Linked DNA regions of Mus musculus: region 2 is linked to region 1. A link is a contact called in public promoter capture Hi-C data. All regions are on one chromosome and are shown on one strand. The core of a region is the stretch at or near the end of the contact, and the rest is flanking DNA. Distances in the headings are between cores, read along the strand shown. Region 1 overlaps Spats2l (spermatogenesis associated, serine-rich 2-like). Region 2 overlaps Spats2l (spermatogenesis associated, serine-rich 2-like).

Evidence for each region. Capture Hi-C pulls out chosen DNA fragments and counts their contacts.
Region 2: a promoter capture Hi-C map of adipose tissue shows a contact between it and region 1. The contact joins two enhancer-like sites. A contact is called at or near these places in 5 of 484 Hi-C or Micro-C datasets (CD4 T cells, cerebral cortex, embryonic stem cells and 2 more), 4 of 115 datasets of contacts at active chromatin or transcription factors (double positive thymocytes, embryonic fibroblasts, embryonic stem cells and 1 more) and 3 of 9 other capture datasets (adipose tissue, liver and pancreatic islet).

Annotation. Positions count from the first base shown.
Region 1 is chr1:57,803,453-57,808,658 of GRCm38.p6, forward strand. All of the region lies in intron 2 of Spats2l (spermatogenesis associated, serine-rich 2-like), which reads left to right. Among named protein-coding and RNA genes, the nearest start is that of Spats2l, 31 kb to the left of the region's middle. Within about 2 kb of position 2,194, at least 6 of the 459 cell types and tissues checked have an H3K27ac peak or open chromatin away from gene starts, as enhancers often do. A contact at or near this core is called in adipose tissue, where this site is marked.
Region 2 is chr1:57,848,245-57,853,367 of GRCm38.p6, forward strand. The region is part of intron 3 of Spats2l (spermatogenesis associated, serine-rich 2-like); the gene reads left to right. Among named protein-coding and RNA genes, the nearest start is that of Spats2l, 76 kb to the left of the region's middle. Within about 2 kb of position 1,852, at least 63 of the 459 cell types and tissues checked have an H3K27ac peak or open chromatin away from gene starts, as enhancers often do. A contact at or near this core is called in adipose tissue, where this site is marked.

The DNA of each region.
Region 1 (5,206 bases), core at 944-3,443:
TTCAGGATACCCATGATCTTCGTCCTTCAAGTGGTACTGGTGCTACATGGCTGCTAGTGGCTCAGCTTTCCTTAGGGAACATCAGTAATGAATAGTAAAATAATAAACACAGATACATTGGGAATGTTGCTTTTAGATAAGTTACAGCATCCCGTAACTGAGTCTGGGCTTCTCATTCTCTTTCTGATGTGGACACTGGGTTTCAAATCGCTCTCACTAGTTTCTAGAATGATCCTGGGATGAGATTCGGAACTTCCTGGATGTGGGTTGCCATCTCTAAAGTTTGCCTTTACTTCCACATCAAAATTCTCACTTACCTCTTGTGAAGAAGGAGGCATTGGCCCAGATTTTACATTCCTAATGGAGGTGCTTTCCTCGACAAAGAGCCTGGCTTACCCTAAAACTTTTGCCAAAGGCAAAGAAGATAACATAGACGCATAGAGACTTTATATCACAGGTCACCGCTCCATGACCTTGACTGTCTTCTCTTGTGAACTATGAAAAACTCCTCATCACTCCTAGGCAGAGGTCTACTGTGTGCAGCCATTCCTCGAATCACCCGAGGACTCAGTACCTAGCACCTGTTATGCCAGGGCTCAAGCAATCACTTGTACTGTATCAAGAATGGAGGTTCTGAAAGTGGACACATGTCAGAAAAATATGTATATTTTCCAAACAAGTCAAATGTTTCCAAATATTTTCCTAAACAGTATCTTACATTGATTTGGTGTGTGGGGGCATTCAGTTTTAACATTTAAGAGCACCAAAATTTGTTGTTTCTAAGTATGTATACATATTTAAAAAAAGCCAAATTCTATATTGTTCGTCTTTCTATCAACAGAAATGTTTTTCCTGAGAAAGCATTCCATCAAAGAAGCAGATGAGGCCAAATACTCCTCCAGTTTCAATTTTCTAGAGGTTAGAGCTATAATGTCATCCCTAGTCCATACTTCATAGCCAGCTCTTTCCATACATTATCAAGACAGAGTCTCACACTGGTTATAAGAATGGTTTATTTGGCAGTTTTAAGAACCGAGTCTTGAAAGGCTGAACACCTGTGGGAATCTGGCTGCCAGAGGTTTGCAGGTGTTCTGACTAATGCTTTGAGAGACCAGCACTAGCAATAACTTGCAGTTTTTCAGGTCTGTGATGGAAAGATTCTGCACCCTGGGTCTCTAATCCTTGGTATTTGGAGGTTACTTAAGAGGGAAATGAAAGGGGAGGGATAGAGCATTCTCAGAGGTTAACCTTTGAACTCCGGGCCAGCCACAGTCAGTAGCAAAGGCACCTTGGTGGTTTTGCTCAAACCCTGAGCTTTCTTGCCTGTAGAAGCTGACAGAATGCCAATATAAGGCCGACTGGCATTCCTTGTTACTGAGGGGGGAAAAAAAGCTCAAAGGAATGTTCTTTTTTCCTTTCAAAGAAGTATCTACAAATTAACATTTTGGGGCATAAAAATAGTTTATGAAGCTTGCAAATTTTTCTGAAAATAAAAATTTGAAGAGCACTCTGGACATTTGTGGCTTAGTCAGAATAGTCACAAAAGGAGGAGATGTGTAGCCCTGTCCTGTAGGGCTAGCTCCGATTATCAGCTGCCGGTCTCCTTCCTTCCCTATGGTAGGACACAGCATATCCAGCTATCCGGAGACAGACTAGCGACTGACATTGTGTCTGTTTCATTCTGGGTCCTCCCAGCGCTGTGCCCACCATCTGGAATACAAGAATACTTCGTCACTATGTTCATCCGTGTGAAGGAATATATTCGGGTCAGCCCATCTGTGATCTGTGTGTTGGAGATCTGTTTATAGGGATAGATGATGCTGAACCACATTAACTCTGGAGTTAGGAGCCAACTTGGGTAAATTGAGATCATCCAATGTGTGGATCCCAATGATGAAGAAACAAGTAACCAAGTGGGTAACATGGTAGCCACAGCTAGTGGGCTGTAAAAGACCGGAAGGAGGTCCCGGCTGAGTAACACGTGTGCAAGGCGATCTTCTTTGCTTCATGCCTTCTCTCCCAGGGCCAGGCATCTTCAGGGTGTGCGCCACTGGTCACACAAAACCAGTGACCAAATGAGGGCCGTTCTGCATACATTTATCATTAAAGCCCACAGAAGGAGCACGTGAGGGTGCGTGCCCTGCTGACTGCGGGTCAGAGAGTTCTTTCTGTATCTCAGGGACAGAAGGTTCAATAAAGATTCAAGTATGGAGACTACTTCACCCTCCAAGTGTGCCAAACTGTGTCAGCCAGAAAACTGCTCCTTAGGGGATACGATTTCCTCCTTTCCCTAAATTAAAAAAATGAACTGTGGACTCTAAAACAATACATGTTATTATCATAGAGAGAGCAAAGAGTAAATAAAGACACTTGCTTAATGAAATAACAGTTCATTTTAACTTAATGGAAGTCATTTTTTTCTGTGCTTCGTTATGGAAATAGGCCACAGTCGGTTTTTCTGCCATTCTTCATAACCTTGTATTATGCTTCCTGTTTATGCTCCTAAGAGCTGTCTTTAAAGAGCCTTAAGGGACATCCTTTAATACTTTCCCTTTAACATAATTATTCATCTATATCACACCCCCTTAGAATGTTTGAGGATTCGGAGATATAGAAAGTTCTTAATGAGATGTGGTTAATGATCTGTGCAAGGTATCACCTGGCTTAGCTAACATAAATTATATTTAATTAGTCATTCTACAGAAGAACACACCTCAGAATAGATTGAGTGCCTAAAACACAGTTTGCTTTTTATGTTTAGTAGTCATAAATAAGATTCTCTTTACAATTTTTATTATGTATCTTTATGTGTATGGGCATTTTGCCTGCATGTGTGTCTGTGCACCACATGTGCGCGGTGCCTGCAGAGGCCAAAACGGTGTCAGATGCCCTGGGACTGGAGTTACAATTGGTTACCAGTGCTCTTAACCACCAAGCCATCTCAGCCCCACAAATAAGTTTCTATGGGTACTATTTTGGGATTTTAAGGGCTTGTTTGGGAGCTGGGGTGACAGGCAGTGGAGTAATTTGCCTTATAATCATGAAAAGTTGAATTTAATCCTGAAAACCCAAATAAAACAGCCAGGTGTGTGGTTCGTGCTTGACTTAGTGGACAGGCAAAGCCTGAGGCTCATTGGTCAATAAGCCCATTTGCTGAACTCCAGGCCAAATAGAGACTCTGTCTCAAAAAAGAGAAAAAAAGAAAAGGAGGATGCCGGAGTAGTGACAGCCAAGTTTGGCCCATTGCTTCCGTGCACACAGGAACTGTACACATGCCCCCCACCCCCGCACATATATTCCCCCTTCCACATACACAAAACTTGTGTGTAGTAACAAAGTCTGTTCTTGAGAACTTAAGTAATTGGCTGTGGATGTGTCCCTGGAGTGCGTAAGGCCCCAGCTCAGTCTCCAGTATCGCCTGCACACAAGCCAGAGCAAAGGGAGAGATAATAACACGAAGAGATTTGTCCTGTTCAGATGCTTCTAGCAAAATATCCACAAGGAGCAGGAGAATTGTTCTTTCTCATCTGTGGCTTGCAAACTGATCAACTAATGACAGTCCATATGTCGCACTTTCTCTGTCCTTGCTTAAAGTATGCTCTCCTTTTTCACCTGTAACCCTGTGGCAGAGGGGCCCGAAACACTCCTGCTGGGTTCTTTCACAGTTCACTCACCCTATGAACCTTTCAGACCAGACTTGTTTCTTCACTTCCCAGAAAGAACCTTGAGCATACATTACCCGTTTGCAGATGGCAGCTTTGAGTCCTGCGCCATGGCTGCCTGACTCATCACCCATGTGATGAAAACGTCACAAGGGTGGTCTTTTATGGTTCACTCCTGTGGGCTCTCTCTCTCTCTCTCTCTCTCTCAATCTCTCTCAACTCCTCTCTCTCTCTCAATCTCTCTCTCTCAATCTTTCTCTCCCTCTCCCTCTCCCTCTCCCTCCCTCCCTCTCTCTCTCTCTCTCTCTCTCTCTCTCTCTCTCTCTCTCTGTGTGTTGTGGAATTTTCTTTTCTTTGGCTTTCTCTGCTGTAGATCTTCTCTCCCCCGCCCTCCCCTTCTCTCCCTTTCTCTTCTTTCCCCTCCTCTTCTCTCCCCTCCCTTTTCCTCTCCTCTTCCCTGTTCCTCCCTGGGTCTCCTATTTTGGTATAATCTTTAGGTTGGTTCTCATTTTTTGATTACTTAGTTTCCTGGGGTTTTTCTACCCATCCTGTCTCCTGAGTCTCTCTGTTGCTCCCTGTCCCCAGTGTCACCTGAGTCTCTCTGCTGTTCTCTGTCCCCAATGTCACCTGGGTCTGTCTGTTGCTCCCTGTCCACAGTGTCACCTGGGTCTGTTGCTCTCTGTCCCCAGTGTCACCTGGGTCTGTTGCTCCCTGTCTCCAGTGTCACCTGGGTGTCACCTAGGTCTCTCTGTGTCACCTGGGTCTGTCTGTTGCCCCCCTGTCCCCAGTGTCACCCCCCCCCCCGTCTTACTAAACAAGAAAGCCTGTTTCCTGGGGTGCTGCTGCTGGCTCCCCAGCCCACTCCTTCCCTGGATGAGGCCCTCTTTCCCACAGCATTCAGAGGTGTGTGCTGTACCCCCTCAGAGTGCTCACAGGCAGCGACGCAGCCCTTCCCCCACTTAGGACCCCTCCCCCCAGAGGCACTGCTTTGTGTGAGTGAGAAGACAGCTATGGGAAGCAGGCTCTGACAGCCACCACAGGATACACATTTAGCGTACAGTGCCTACGAGTACTTAAATTGCACACGGTATTTTTATGGGAACAGAAATAAATGGGGTTCTCTCAAGAAGCTACACTTGAACTCTTGCTCCACCTCTTCCGCTTGAGTCATTCTATCCAAGTAGAGGTTTCCTTTTATCATGCATTTCGCTTTTGTGAAAAAAAAATATATAATCTGTTCTCTGGTAAAATTATGAATCAGAGTTGCAGCATCATTGTTAAAAATAAGAATTCCTCCTGTGGCTGTAAACTGTTCAGCTCTGGTGCTGAGTGGCGCTGACTTTTCTTGGGTGTTTGCATGTAGGCCTTTGTGTCCATGGCTGATTTGAGTCCATTACAGCTGCCTTAACGTATGACCGCAGTTCATGCCCGTGCAGCAGGCCTGTGGCTGGACACTATTGATATTGTCCTGCTTTACAGACGCTGGTACGTGCGGAAGCATAGGCTTAAGTGGCCTGTGTAGGATCATTTAGCCTGAACTCAAA
Region 2 (5,123 bases), core at 602-3,101, 44 kb after region 1:
GGAACCCTTCCTGGTAGTAAATGCAGATCAACTCTCCACTTCACAAAAGAATAAGTATTTTCCTCCTCGGTTGGCATGCAAGCACCCCACTGTGCATGGAAGACTGGACAGTGAGTCTCTGAACTAGTTGGAAGGTGATCTACATAGAGAAGTAGCCTGCTACATCAAGCCCGTGCCCTTTCTGCAGGTGAATGGTCAGCTTCCCGCCACTCTAAGAGTCCCCATCAACTCCGGGTGCCTTTTCTGACTTGCAGTGCCCAGGAGCTACAAAGGACTGTAAAGGTCATTGAATACATCCACCTTTTCTCCGCACTCAGAGACCTGAGGCTCACATGCCAGGCCTACATGAGGCCCTGTCAGGATGAAAGGCATCCTTTACAGACAAGTGCGGCTTCCTCAGCTCCCCTGCCCAAGCCTGGCTCCTTTCCTATCTACTCCTACTGCATGTCGCTCTGGGATGATGGATGTCAGGTGGAAGATGAAATGAGTCAGTCTTTCAAAGGTAATAGCATGCCCTGAACTAAGAAAAACTGCAGATGTCTCTTAAGATGTTCCTATTCAGGAAGACCGGTGGACATTCTTTTGGCAAAAAGTGGGACCTTCAAGACTGTTGGTACGATAGTTCAGAGTCCCCGAACTCTGACAGTTACTGTGAGCTGAGGCAGCAGGGCTCGGTTTGAGTCTCGGTCCTCTTAACTTTTTGCAGGTTTTTGACTTAGTCTCTTTGTGCTCAGTGCTCACAAGTATAGAATGAAACGAGTTCTAGTTTCTACCTCGAAGTTAAGAGGGATAAATAAAAATTTAAAAAAAATAACCCAAAAACCAAATGAGTTGGGTCTAGATGTAGCAGAGTCCTGACACATTACGAGCTCTCTGTAAGTGTGCTAAATGATATTGATAACCTTAGCAAAAGCACCACGCTTCAGTTCGTAGGAAATAACCCTGTTTATCCATCCAGGCTTCTGTGGGGTCTCTGACCATGAGCCTGGCTGAAACCCTGATTGCCACCTTCCTTCTCCCTCAGCCCAGCTCCTGAGTCACCCAGTCTGTCATGTGGCAGACTATTTGCATTTCTAACAAGTCCTCAGTGGTGAGGACATTCCTTGGGGAACCCCCATCCCCAAGAACCACTGCTCTGGTACAGTACTTTGCAGTAGAACATATGCATGCCCACAGACACGATTTTGAATTTTGTAGTAGACATGCTAAAGGAAATATATAAATAAAAGGAATGGATTTAAAAATTGGGTACTATGCTTTGCTTAACTTATCTATTTTATTATTTTAACATACAGGCAATATAAAAATATGAATGAGACAGTTTATATTCTTTTTGTGTTAAGTCTGTAAATTCCTGGAACTATTTTATATTTCTAGCACATTCCAGAGCAGCTATATGGGACATCGAGCTGGAGAGCAGTTGTTTTTCAATCACAACCTCAGCTCCTCTGGACCACCCAAACCTCTCTTTTCCAAATACCTCAGTTGAGGAGTTTCTGGTCATTAGGCAAGACACCTGAAGGGTCTCTAACCTGTCCCATCATGAAGTTAGGACACTTACTGTCCACTCACAATGATAACTTATTACTCTAGCAATATCCCCAGATAAACAGTCTGATTGTTATGTTTTTTTGTTTTTGTTTTTGTTTTTTTACAAATTGTGCCTCAGTAGCAGTCATTAAGATCATTTTCTTAAGTTTCTCTCCTGGCTACCTCTGGTTCTCCGAGGCCACTTCAGACAGTGTGAACAACCTGAGAACAAGAAACTAAACCGGAGAGCCATCCTGGGTTCCAGAGAAACAAAAGTGAAACCAAGTCCCATCAGGGCCTCCACAGAGAGCCAGGGCAAATGCTAATCAGCCAGGCATCTCAGGACACTCTTGGAAGTTTTCCTGTTTCCATGACTGCAGGAGAAACACAAATATGTGAACTTGGGAGTAGGCAGTTGATCACACTGACATACCCAGGAAACTTCATTGAATTATGCCAATTAGAAATGCTAAGGTAAATATATTTGTCAGGATTCCTACTACTCGGCTTTATTTCTCATAAAAATGTTTCCTTTTGTTTGGAAGCTCGCAGGTTTCAGAATGGCATTAAGGCATGCTAAGTAAGGGCATCACTCAGCGGGTACTTCAGTTTGATAGAACTTCATGCCTGAAGTGGTCCGTGTTAACCATATTTATGTTTTATTAATTTTACTCTGGAGGAGTGTGGAGATGATATATTAAAGTGGTGAATTCTTTCCTTTGTGACTGATGTCTTTGCCTAATAAGTATTTTACAACTTTCGTGGTCTTTATTTTTGTCTAGGGTATATACTAAAATATATGATAAAACATATTTAAAATGGTATTATAGCTATCCAAGTTATAATTTTAAGAAAAAAAATCTTAAAACATTAACTAAGCTTTTGAAACGCTACGTGAATAACAGCATTTAGATTTTGGGGCGTCTTTGTGCTGGCTGATAGACTGGCCGGGAACACGGTTTCGTAGACTAGAGTACAGTTGTTATGTCTCAGAACACCAATGCTGAGGAAAAATCATTAGGCAACTTCATTGTTGTACAAGCATCATGGAGTACATGTACACATGTCTATATTGTGCAGCCTCTTCCACAGATCACATGTGTGTCATATGCCAACCTGTATGTAGCTCACCATTGACCAGTGCCATATGCGGTACAAGCCTACAGTTAGGCCCCAGTAACACTGTTTGTTCCAAGAATAGCTTCAAGTGCTAATAAAAATTAGAAACCAAGTGAGAGTTTTTTCTTTGAAGAATTCAGAGTTCTCTCTGCCTTGTAGACTTGAAGCTCTTGTGATCAACAAATGTTAAGGAATGAATCATGCATCACATTGATCCATAATACACTACCAGGTGTCATAACCAAGCAAGGATTAGAGGAATTGGGAAGACCTTTTGTCTCTAAAGACTCACCAAAGGACCAATTCAACACTGAAGGCTTCTGTCTGCAGCTTGTGGGGCTGTCGGTTCCCATGGTTGGATGCTGGCCTTTGTCATAGGCAGGCTGGTAAAAATGGGTCTCTTGGAGGGCATGTTCCTTTACTATCGAGAGTAAACAAGGCTGAGATTAAAGAGACTGACTGGTCAGATGCAGTTCATAGCAGGAAACAGAGTCTCAAAGGCTGAGGCCACAACACAGTTCATCCTCACAGGAGACAGGAATGAGTCTGCTCCCATGGTGCACGAAGCATTGCAGAGGCCAAGTGTGCTTCTGAGCACCAGGCAGGACAGCACCAACTGAAAGGCGCAAACACTTGTGTGTGTGTGTGTGTGTGTATGTGTGTGTGTCTGTGTGTCTGTGTGTGTGTGTGTGTGTGTATGTGTGTGTGTGTATGTGTGTGTCTGTGTGTGTCTGTGTGTCTGTGTGTGTGTGTCTGTGTGTGTGTATGTGTCTGTGTGTGTGTGTATGTGTGTGTGTGTATGTGTGTGTCTGTGTGTGTCTGTGTGTCTGTGTGTGTGTGTCTGTGTGTGTGTATGTGTCTGTGTGTGTGTGTATATGTGTGTGTGTGTCTGTGTGTGTGTGTATGTGTGTCTCTGTGTGTGTGTGTGTATGTGTGTCTGTGTGTGTGTGTCTGTGTGTCTGTGTGTGTGTGTGTGTGTGTGTGTGTGTGTGTGTGTGAGCGTGAAGCCGAAGTTCTCCCTCACCAGCCCATGGTGCCCCCAGCGGCTATCCTGATCAGTAGAACCCAACTTCGTAGCTAGCGACTTAACTCATAATTTTTAAAGGCAAAGTAAAATTTTGATCTGTTTAGCTTGAAGCCCTTCAATTAGTTTCTATAATTGGAGATCTGGGCAATTTCCCAACCTTCTAGTGTATACCAGCCAACAGAAAGATGTGGTTTGGAAGGGACACTAGAATCTACACAGAAAGAAGACCCTGCAGGGGAAGCCCTTCACACAGGGCCGGGGTGAGGACCAGCTCCTACCATTATTCCTGTCTTCACATCTGAGAAGCCTACATAGCCCCAATCCACATTTGTAGCCAGTATTGCCTTTCATGGAAAAACAGAATCCTACTGGCATTAGTACTTAAGAAGAGCCTCTGTTGGATTGTACTGTGAGGTCAGTGAGCAGAGAAATTGCCAAGCAGGAGTGTGTGTGTGTGTGTGCGTGTGTGTGTTGGTGTCATGCACGAGCCTTATCTTGTGAACATATCTTACCATCAGCACTGGTGCCACTTTCTTAGAACTTAGGAACATCTGTTCACTGGGATCTCTCCCTGGCTCCCCTACGGATTATAACTCTTCAGCTTCAGAAAATGCTACATATCAAATCTAAACTTTAAAGCCCAAATGCCAAAACAAAACCAAACTTCTTCCACCAGGTTTCACAGGTCTATAATGGTAAAAGTAGATGTGTCGAGAAAAGCCAGCTGGCGTAGCTCTGGCTCACAGGCTTTTCCTATCAAATGACACCAAAGCAGGTGTCACCATTCACTTCCTGCGTAGCTCTGTATGTGTATGTCTTAGTGACCCGCCCATATGTACACAGTCACACACCCAAAAAAGCTAGGTAACCGGAGATGTTTACGTAATGCCAGAACTTCCATCTAGATAAGACAACCAAACTGGTGTCTGCTGAGTGCCCTCTCTGTAGATGTCTTGCAGGCATAGTGCCGATGAAGGTTTCACTTTCCATGGCTATAATCAGAAAATCCCTGCCCAGCTTCCCTGTTCATTGTTAGAGACAACCAGAGAATAATTGTTTCCTGGAACCATTCAAGGGCAGGAGTAAGCCAGAAAAAAGTGGAAGTCTGATTTGCCAGCTAGTACATTTGCTGTCTCCCTCATGCCAACTTTGGGGGCATAGCATTTGCCAAACGAAAGAGGTAAGAGGTATTTTTCAGTGGGGTGGCTGTCTGTGCAAAGCAAGTTTCGAGAACCGCCTTCCCGGGAGGGAGTATGCAGGGCCTCTGGCTAGCATGCCCAAATGCACATGTCAGTTGGCAGCGCTCTTTGGAAAGTTCTAAAAATAAAACCTGATTGTTTCCAGAATTTGATAATATGTCTAAACAGATTCCTATTTGAGAATAATTGAAGTGATACTAGAGTCTACAATGGATATTGTCAAGCTTTCATCCAAAAACTGGCAAAAG